Regions from separate parts of the Mus musculus genome. Here region 1 is linked to region 2. Evidence: chromatin contacts called from public HiCAR-type data. All regions are on one chromosome and are shown on one strand. Each heading gives the region's core, a stretch centred on a gene start, on an enhancer-like site or on the middle of the called end of the contact. The rest is flanking DNA. Distances are from core to core; before and after follow the strand shown.

Region 1 (5,305 bases), core at 2,770-5,269, 830 kb before region 2:
GCTTGACTCAGGCAAAAGAAATTGGAGACAAAAGGTTAACTGTGGTGTCAATTAACATATCAAAACATCTGCTGGCTTTCGGGCTCCCTCAGCCCCAGTGACCCTCTTAGCTCCTCTCACCCCGCCCCTTTCCCTAAATGTCTCCATTTCCTGAGCTTCCCATCCTGGCTTCTAATTTGTATACAGCCCTGCCATTTCAGCCTGTACTCTGTTGGTCTTCTTGGTCTCCTCTCTCCTTTGTGCCTCTTTCTTGCCCCTTTCTCTTGGTCCTCATCTCTTGCTTTCTCTCCTCTCATGGTACTGTTCAGTGTACTGGCCATGTTTAGCCTACTACTTTCTCTCCCTGCTCTGGACACTTCCAAATGCTGTGCTCAACCTCATATCTACAAAAAATAAAAAAACAAAAACAAAAAAACAAACAAAACAACAACAACAACAACAAACACCCCCCCCCCAAACCGTCTGCTCAACCACACCTTGGAGCAATTGTATACATTTTATACATTGTATAAAGTGAAACCCCCACTTTACACAATGCTGGTAGTATGTAAGGCTGGCAAACAGAAGGAACAACAGAACAGTGTAGGCAGGGAGGGCTCTTTGTTGCTGTCTGTGTTACCTCCAAGTCCTCAGAAGCTTTTGGTCAGGACTTTGGACATGAGTGTGGTTTTCCACAGCTGGATGGACTTATCCAAGACATATCCAAGTCCATTTTCACAACTGCACCCCCCTCCATGTTCTTCTTTGACTACATTAAAAAGATAAATCTTTTCTAAGTGCTGAGGGGAGGATGAACACTGTTCTGCATGTGGCGTTAAAGCTCAGCAGACCTGGAAGAACAGATTTAAGCTAGTCTCATAGATAAGACACAGGAAAAGCCAACCGTGGGGTACTGAGCAAACCATTCTTAGAAACACTTCTTACAGGCCTGTTGGTATGGCTGGGAGTGGCCATGGAGGGGATTCTTCATTATTACTGGGTTGGGGTGTGCGACTCTGGCCTTAAGAACAAAAGCTTTCTGGTGACATGGTCTATTAAAGTGGTCTTTGCTAGGATGAGTTAACCCAAGTGCAAAGCTCTATGATTACTTTCTACAGTGATGGTTTGTTTTTCTTGAGGCATTTCTGGGCTCAGAACAAGTGGGTTGGGCTGCATGTTTGGTGGCAGAATCATTGTGGCCGCTAGAAAGCTGTGTCACAGAGCCAAGGGGGTCTGTAGCAGGGAGGGGAAAACTAACTATTGACTTATAAGCATCCAACATACTGATTGGGCTCTGGCACCATTAGGTCCTTTGGGGTTCTTGATTTCAGGGAATTTGTTCCAAATCTTATTCATCTATGGCCTGGATCCACTGAGATATTTTCAGCAGTATGTTAGAAAACTTATTATGGCAGACAGCAGAGTCCATTTCCCTTTCCCTATCAAAGATATTGTGTAAATTTGGTTTTGTCATGGAATATCTTGGTTTCTCTATCTATGGTAATTGAGAGTTTTGCTGGGTATAGTAGCCTGGCTGGCTTTTGTGTTCTCTTAGGGTCTGTATGATATCTGCCAAGGATCTTCTAGCTTTCATAGACTCTGGTGAGAAGTCTGGTGTAATTCTGATAGGTCTGCCTTTATATGTTACTTGACCTTTTTCCCTTACTGCTTTTAACATTCTTTCTTTGTTTAGTGCATTTGGTGTTTTGATTATTATGTGTTGAGAGGAATTTCTTTTCTGGTCCAGTCTATTTGGAGTTCTGTAGGCTTCTTGTATGTTTATGGGCATCTTTTTTCTTTAGGTTAGGGAAGTTTTCTTCTATAATTTTGTTGAAGATATTTACTGGCCCTTTAAGTTGGGAATCTTTGCCCTCTTCTATACCTATTATCCTTAGGTTTGGTCTTCTCCTTGTGTCTGGACTTTCTGGATGTTTTGGGTTAGGAGCTTTTTGCATTTTGCATTTCCTCTGACTGTTGTGTCAATATTTTCTATGGTACCTTCTGCCCCTGAGATTCTCTCTTCTATCTCTTGTATTTTGTTGGTGATGCATCTATGATTCCTGATCTCTTTCCTAGGTTTTCCTAGGTTTTATAACTCCAGGGTTGTCTCCCTTTATTGTTTCTATTTCCACTTTTAGGTCTTGGAAAATTTTGTTCCTTTCCTTTGCCTGTTTGATTGTGTTTTCTTTTAATTCTTTAAGGGATTTTTGTGTTTTCTCTTTAAGGGCTTCTAGCTGTTTACTTGTGTTCTCCTGTATTTCTTTAAGGGAGTTATTTATGTCCTTCTTGAAGTCCTCTATCATCATCATGAGAAGTGATTTTTAGATCTGAATCTTGATATTTTGGTGTGATGCTATCTATCCAGGACTTGCTATGGTGGGAGAATTGGGTTCTGATGATTCCAAGTAACCTTGGTTTCTGTTGCTTATGTTCTTACGCTTGCCTCCCACCATCTGGTTATCTGTAGTGCTACCTGCCCTCACTATATTTGACTGGAGCCTGTCCTTCCTGTGATCCTGGTTGTATCAGAACTCCTCAGAGTTCAGATGTTTCTGTGATCCTGTGATTCTGGAATCTTGTGATCCTGAGATCCTGGTTGTGTCTGAGCTACTGGGAGTCAAGCTGTCTCTGGGACCCTGAGATCCTGGTGTGACCAAGCTCCTGGGATCCTGTGGAACTCAGTGTGTTAGAGCGCCTGGTAGTGGAGCTTCTTCTGGGTATTGTGGGACTGGCTGCAGAGTTAGCATCCAAGGTCTGCTCAGGATACCTCTGATCCTATGATCCTGGGTGTGTTAGAGTGCCTGGGAGTGGGAGCTTCCTTTGGGTGTTGTGAGACTGGCTGTGGAGTTTGTGCCCTAGGTCTCCTCAGGGCACTGGCTTAGACCTGAAGGAACCTGTGCCACTGGTCGGGTGGAGTTCCTGGGTGCCTGGGTCAAGCTGGTCCCAGTTACTCTCGGTGTTGGGGCAGATGTTGTGTCCTCTTCACCTCTGGTCCTATGATCCTGAGCATGTTAGAGCGCTTGGGAGTGGACCTTCTTCTGAGTGTTGTGGGATTGACTACAGAGTTGGCACCCAAGGTCTGCTCAGGGCACTGGCCCAGACCAGAAGGTGAAAATTATTATTATTACTTTATGTGTATGCGTTTTGCCATTGTGTATGTCTACATACATGCCTGATGCCCCAGGGAAGTCAGAAGAGGGCATTGGATTCCCCAAAACTGAAGTTATAGGCAGTAGTGAGCTAATATGTAGATGCTGGGAATGAATCTTGAGTTTTTTTTCAAGAACAGCAAGTGCTCTTAACTGCTGAGCTATCTCTTCAGTCTCTGTTACTATTTTTAGGAAACATTATTCTAGTTAGAATACAATTTTCAAGATACAAAAACTATCTTGAAATTTATTTATTTACTGTTTCCCTAAGGTGTTGGCCATCAAACTTGAACATGGTAGGTAGGCAAGGATTCCACTATTGAGTTATATGTCCAGTACTTTTTGTTTGCTTGCTTGCTTTTGCTTTTGTTTTGAGACAGGGTCTCTGTGTAGCTCAACCTGGAGTTGTGCTCATGATAGATCTCTCTCTCTCTCTCTCTGTCTCTCTCTCTCCTCTGTCTCTGTCTCTCTCTCCTCTGTCTCTCTCTCCTCTGTCTCTCTCTGTCTCTCTCCCTCTCCTCTGTCTCTGTCTCTCCTCTGTCTCTGTCTCTGTCTCTCTCTGTCTCCCTCCTACTGGGATTTATAGGCCTATACCACAAAGGTTGGTCTGAATCATTATCATCATTACCCACCACCCACCACCCACCACCACCATAATCATTATCCTCATTTTTTTTTTAAAGACAAGGTTTTGCTATGCAGGCCTGGCTGGCCTCAAGCTTGCAACAATCCTCCTGCTTCTGCCTCTCAAGTGCTGAGATTACAGATACAAACCACAGTGACTAGCTTGACTTATTTTTAAAACAATTCTTCCACAAATGTAGCCAGGTTCTTCTTTTACTGGTCAGAAACACTGGGTTGAATTTGAGTGAGAATGATCTCTGAGTGCTGAGTCACCGAGTCTTGTGTAAGATGTTGCAGTATGTAGGATCCTACTCTCCAGGACAATGAGTCACCCTTTTGGGGAAGATGGAAGATAAAAAACAAGAAAAGGGGAAGCTACTATGTATGAGTGGCATACATAACAGAAATTTATTTTTCTCATATTTCTAGAAGCTAGCATTGTAGGATCAGGATGGCAGCCTGGCCACTGAGGCTTCTCTTCTTCCCTGGCAGATGGTTGCTAGCTCTCATGTACTAACAGGACCTTTCTTCAGTACATGGTTGTGAAGAGTGTCTTTTCTTACTATGGAACTAATGCAGCCAGTGAAGGGTCCCTCCTTCCTCACTTTATTTAATCCTCAAGACCTTCTTCTAAAGGCCAGGTCTCCAAACACCATCACGTTGGGCTTCAGCACTAAAGTGGGGCTATATGAACATTCAATCTATAACTATTGAAGATTACTACTTTGACAGTGACTAAATGCAAATGACAGAAAGCTAGTATTCAAGAGAAGACTATTGAGGTTGTGGGAAGCTGCTGCGTGCCCAGAAGGAGGTGGTTTTTACTGGGGAAAGGTCAGAAATGCATCTGAGGAAGGAAGCAGGAGCCTCTAGGAAAGCACAAGCTGTTTTGAGGATGCTTGGACAATAGACAGAGAAGATGGGGTAGGTGAGCAGGGCAGTAATGCAGTAGCAAGGAGGCAGGCATCACACTGGACACAAGTAGGACATGAGAAAGGAGAGGCATGCTGGGGTATAATTGTGAGGACTTTGAGAGCAGCTTAGGGAAGAGCTTGCTTGACTACTTATTTTTTTTTTTATTTTTGAGACAAAGTTTACATTATGTAGTCCGGGCCAGCCTTAAACGCCTTATGTAGCAGAGGCCTTGATCTCTGATCTTTCTTGGAAGATTTGGTATCACCAGCACACAGTTTGGAATCTATCTGACCCAGCTCCTTTTTTTTCTCCTCCTTCTCCTTATCCTCCTGAGACAGGGCCATATTATGTAGCTTTCACTGGCCTGATACACACCAATATATATTAGGCTGGCTTCAAACTCACAGACATCTACCTGCTTCTGCCTCCTGAGTGCTAGATTAGTCATGTGCCAACAGGCAGAGCTCAAGCTGCTTTCGTACTTGCTTGCAGAGAAAGAAGCCCAAGGAGATGATCATCCAAAACTATGGCTTGGGTCAGGGTTGCACAGGAAAGATGAGGAGAAGCACTGGGCATAGGCAGGCTAAGGGAAAGGCTGTGGCAGTGTCCTAACTCTGAAGGAACCAGAGCCTGGACAT
Region 2 (5,075 bases), core at 305-2,804:
GGATCAACAAGGACTCCTGCTCAAAAGTAATAAGGCAGAGAATGATAGAGAAGGATATAAAGGCTGCTCTGGACTCTGAGCACACATGCAGCAAACATACAGGAATATACACATGTCCATATACCACACACATACACATTTATCACACTCCCACAAAAGCATATTCACAAGATACGCAAAAGAGAATAGATTAAACAAATCTCATGTTTAAAATAACAGAAGTGGCACACAGCACCTTTTTGGTAGGAATGGTGAGCTGAATGGTGTGTATGCTAGACACAAGTCAATTCTAATGTGGCAAAGGGGGTTTTCTATCTCTGTGCAAATGTATGTTAGCATCTCATGGGTCTCAGGATACCTTAATACAGCTTAGTCTAACAGTCTGATGCTCCACACAATGATCTAAGGATAAAATCCTTGAATTCATTCACTAATAATCTGTAGCAGAAGCAACATTTTATTAAATGCTCACACAGCCTAGTACAACAAAGTGGTATCATAGCTGGATTAGAAATGCATCAGATATATTTACTATTTTATGTGTATGAGCATTCTTGCCTGCATGTCTGTAAGTATACCATGTTTGTACCTGGTGCCCGCAGTAGTCAGAGTGGGCATCAGATCCCCTTGAACTGGAGATTACAACTCTTAGGTCCCTGCAAGAGAAACAAGGGTTCTTAACTGCTGAGCCAGCTCTCTCGCCCAGGGAATGCATTGGAACTGTTTCTATGTGTGCCTTAATTTTGAGTTAGTTTGATGTGTGTTTACTGTTTATATTAAAATTCAAAATGCAATATCAAAGAAGTGGCCTACTAGATTCCCAAACTAAAACCTGAATAAAAAAGACTAGAAGATGTCAAAAAACCTTTCCTGTGCACCACTGCAGAAAAATATAAGAGATATATAATGAAAATGATGCAGGAGAAATTAAAAAGTACTATAAAAAGCAAGAAATCAAGACACAAAACAGGAGAGGAAAAATAGTAAAAGACATTTAAAACCATTTCTTTATTATTTTGTTTGCATGTGTATATGTGTGCCTAAATGAGTTTATGGGCCCCACAAGCATGCAGGATCCTTTGGAACTAGAGTTGTGGTAGTTGTGAGCCATCATTTGAGTGTCAGGAGCCAAAAGGAATCCTTTGCAAGAAGTGTAAGTTCCCTTAACTGCTGTGTCACATCTGTAGCCCCTAAAAGACATTTCAGATAAATAGTACACAATGGCCAACAGCAGCTTTAGGCTGATGTATTCACTAATAAATATTGTGGCATCTCCTTATGCATGGTCCGAGTTTCTACAATTTTCATATAATGGGTACCACAGACATCCATTAGGTAGAAATGACTGGGCATTTCTTATATACAAATTATATTATATATAATTATTATACATTGTATATAATATAATTATATTATAAAGGCAATCCCTGTTTATGGTTTTTAGCTTTTGAAAATGGGAAACTCATTTAAGTGTGACTATATCCAATAAACTTAATCATAGGATAACAGAGTCATTTTGAAAGAGGAACCAAAAACTGCAGCACTCTTCCAAAGCATGAGTCATTCTATTGCCTGATTTCTTTTCCAAGAAAAATCTGCCTTCGCAGGACTGAGCGGTGGATTCCTGTATCAGTCAGCATGCTTGTGTTTTAGAATTGCCTGTTGCCTTAGGAATACAACACAACCTGCAGTGGAATTTACTACATTTAAACAAGGAAGAAGAAACAGTGCAAGGGGGGGGGGGGGGTTTACAAAGATGAATCCACAGGCTGAGATCTCTCACTGAGGACCCAGGGTTAATTCCCAGGACCCATGTGGTAGCTCACAATTGTCTATAACTCCAGTCCAGAACATACAGCTCTTCTGGCCTCTGCGGATATTGTATATGATGCACAGGCATACATGCTGGCAGAATACTCAGACATATAAAATAAAATTAAATACTTTTTTAAAGAAATGAAGCAATGAAATACATCTTAATATCAGGGTTTTTTGTAATCAGTAAAATATATTTACATATTTTAAACATGAACATTAAGCTTCAATATCTTTAAATACTTTTAACATAAATGTATAGATTTTTATTTGTTTTTAAATTTTTAAAATAATTTATTTATTTTTATTTTACGTGCATTGGTATTCCAGGGCCCACATGACATCATGTATAGATGTGACACTTCACTGCTCTCATGAACAAACTACAGGCTATGTACTCTCCAGATTACATGAGTGAAGCTTAGTCAGGTGGGACACTGCTCTGTCAGCCCCCAGTCAGGAGTGGAACCTCAGGAAAGGCCTCAAAGCCTCTGCTTTCCATACTGTGCCCTGAAATGTTTTTGTGGAAAAAGCAGTACAGAGATTGTCCTTGGGATCTTAGACAACTATTCCTACATCCAGATCTTACTACCATGTCATTGGTCAGGAGTAGCTTGGAGAAAGCATCATTGCCCACTGGCCAGATGCTTGGAAAGATTGTAATTATTTTTCTTACTCTCTGGTTTCTAGAAATGTGTTTCACAAGTGGAGTTCTAGACTGCTCAGTATTTCTAAATTCTATTTGAATCAGTATAGTTCATATTTCCCCCTAGCTCCCTAGCTTCAAATGGATAGAATTTATTCTCTCTCTCTCTCTCTCTCTCTCTCTCTCTCTCTCTCTCTCTCTCTCTCTCTCTCTCTCTCTCCATTTCTGTGTCTCTGTCTCTCTCTCTCCTTTTTATGTCCTAAAGAAATGGAGACTAAAATCTACAGGGAATGAAGCACATTTGATTGAGTGCCTATATAAGTAACTCAAAGTTGACTGTCTCCTCCTGGGACTCCCAGTTTCTGAATGTTTTAAACATTTCTATGTACTAATTATTTATTACTCAAATACATATCCACTTCCCACACAGCCTTTGTCATCCTAACACTATTTATTCTCCACAGTAGGTCACAAACATTACATGCATTTACCCTTGTTTGTTTTGTTCTCTTAGATTGCACATGGCCAAATGCTTGCATCCATCTGATTTAAACAATCAGGTCTGAAAGTGTTAGTGTGGCCATTAAGCCAGCGCTGACTGGTACATCATTATCCGAGCTGACAAGAGACAGACATGAGCACCTCTTTGCTAGTAGCCATGACATGCTCTTCATAAATTAATAGTACAACCCAAGACTGGCTTGGGTCTCAACTGAGGTACTCTGCTTCCACAGAGCACTGCTCAGTCCCTCAGGCACTGTGGTGACCTAAGGTTCAATGGTAGCATGGAAGTCACAGATAATATTAATAAAGAACTTTCTCCTGCTATGGTGCTAATAAGTTATAATCATTGCCCACATTTGTTAAGAAGTAGCAATGCAGGGCCCCTGTCTTGTGTCTAATTCTCACTGTCTCATATAATTCTCACAAACACCCTGTCAGTAGGTCTAGTGTTTCCCCAAGTATTCCACGTAGAAATGGAAGGAGACGTAAAATAACAACACAGTATTGAATAGCAGAAGATGGCTGGGTCCCGTTCTGAGGATGGTAGAACTTCGTGTACTATGGAACTTAAGGAAGAGCTTTCGATTGAAAAAGCCACATGCTGTTACCACGCTTGTCATCTGAAAACGGCAAGGGTGTTTATGATAGAAATGTACCTGCCCTGGGGTAGTTACATTGTCTTTAATGTCCTGACTCTGAGGCAGGACTTTTTGAGTGTGATTTTCACACTGGTGTGATGATCATCAAGAGTATATGGCTCTCAAGGCACTGAGACCAAGGCGTTAGTGTTGAGTTTTCACATGCTAGCACTGTCAGGATCAGCCATGTCAACCATTGTTAACCATCCTGAGCCCCATTCACTTCAGCTTTTATCTAAAGATTTTAGTAATATCCATCACAAAGTGTTTTTAAGAGGACTGAATAAAGCAATGGATGTGGATACTCACTTTCTTGCTTGCACATGCTAAGAGCATGTCATGGCTACTAGCAAAGAGGCTGGCTTTTCTTGATTTTTCTGGAAAACTAATCAGACAGATTCAAGTGCCCCAAGCAGACTATGAACAACCAGGCAGTCTAGACAGGGAGAAGAGGGTAGTGGCTGAGGAACATCTAGCCCTCTGTAGAAGATACACAGATAATGCCAATGCCATATTGGAGGCTGGGTAGGAACAGAGAAAAACCAGGCTTTGGTCCCCATTGAAGATATCACATCTCCTCTTACACTTGCAGGGTTGAGTCAACCCCTAACTTCTCCATTTCTTTAAAGTGATGTTTTTCCATAAGTCCATGACACATGTGGGCACAGGGGAAACAACACCAATGACTTATGCTCTAAAAGCAACAATTGACAAATGGCACCTCTTAAAATTGCAAAGCTTCTGTATGGCAAAGGACACTGTCAATAAGGCAAAATGGCAACCAACAGACTGGGAAAAGATTTTTACCAATCCTACATCAATAGAGAGCTAATATCCAATAGATACAAAGAACTCAAGAAGTTAGACTCGAAAGAACCAAATAACCCTATTAAAAAGTGGGGTGCAGAGGTAAACAAAGAATTCCCAACTGAGAAACACCGAATAGCCGAGAAGCACCTAAAAAAAATGTTCAACATCCTTAATCATCAGGGACATGCAAATCAAAACAACCCTGAGATTCCATTTCACACCAGTCAGAATGGCTAAGATCAAAAACTCAGGTGACAGCAGATGTTGGCAAGGATGTGGAGAAAGAGGAACACTCCTCCATTGTTGGTGGGATTGCAAGCTGGTAATCACTCTGGAAATCAGTTTGGTGGTTCCTCAGAAAATTGGACATAGTATTTCAGCTATATCACCCCTGGGCATACACCTAAAAAGATTCTCCAACATATAACAAGGACACATGCTCCACTATGTTCATAGCAGCCTTATTTATAATATCCAGTAGCTGGAAAGAACTTAAATGTACTTCAACAGAGAAATGGATACAGATAATGTGGTACATTTTCACAATGGAGTACTACTCAGCTATTAAAAACAATGAATTCATGAAACTCTTAGGCAAATGGACAGAACAAGAACATATCATCCTGAGTGAGGTAACCTAATCACTAAAGAGCACACATGGT

Evidence for each region. HiCAR-type assays count read pairs that join an accessible place to other places.
Region 1: a HiCAR-type map of fibro-adipogenic progenitors shows a contact between it and region 2, with 5 times the contacts expected there. The contact joins two enhancer-like sites. A contact is called at or near these places in 1 of 484 Hi-C or Micro-C datasets (bone marrow-derived macrophages) and 4 of 115 datasets of contacts at active chromatin or transcription factors (embryonic stem cells, extraembryonic endoderm stem cells, fibro-adipogenic progenitors and 1 more).

What each region holds. Positions count from the first base shown.
Region 1 is chr8:69,011,510-69,016,814 of GRCm38.p6, reverse strand. No RefSeq gene overlaps it. Among named protein-coding and RNA genes, the nearest start is that of Gm33103, 12 kb to the right of the region's middle. Within about 2 kb of position 4,019, at least 110 of the 459 cell types and tissues checked have an H3K27ac peak or open chromatin away from gene starts, as enhancers often do. A contact at or near this core is called in bone marrow-derived macrophages and fibro-adipogenic progenitors, where this site is marked.
Region 2 is chr8:68,180,495-68,185,569 of GRCm38.p6, reverse strand. It overlaps a transcript of Psd3 not described here. Among named protein-coding and RNA genes, the nearest start is that of Sh2d4a, 93 kb to the left of the region's middle. Within about 2 kb of position 1,554, at least 45 of the 459 cell types and tissues checked have an H3K27ac peak or open chromatin away from gene starts, as enhancers often do. A contact at or near this core is called in bone marrow-derived macrophages and fibro-adipogenic progenitors, where this site is marked.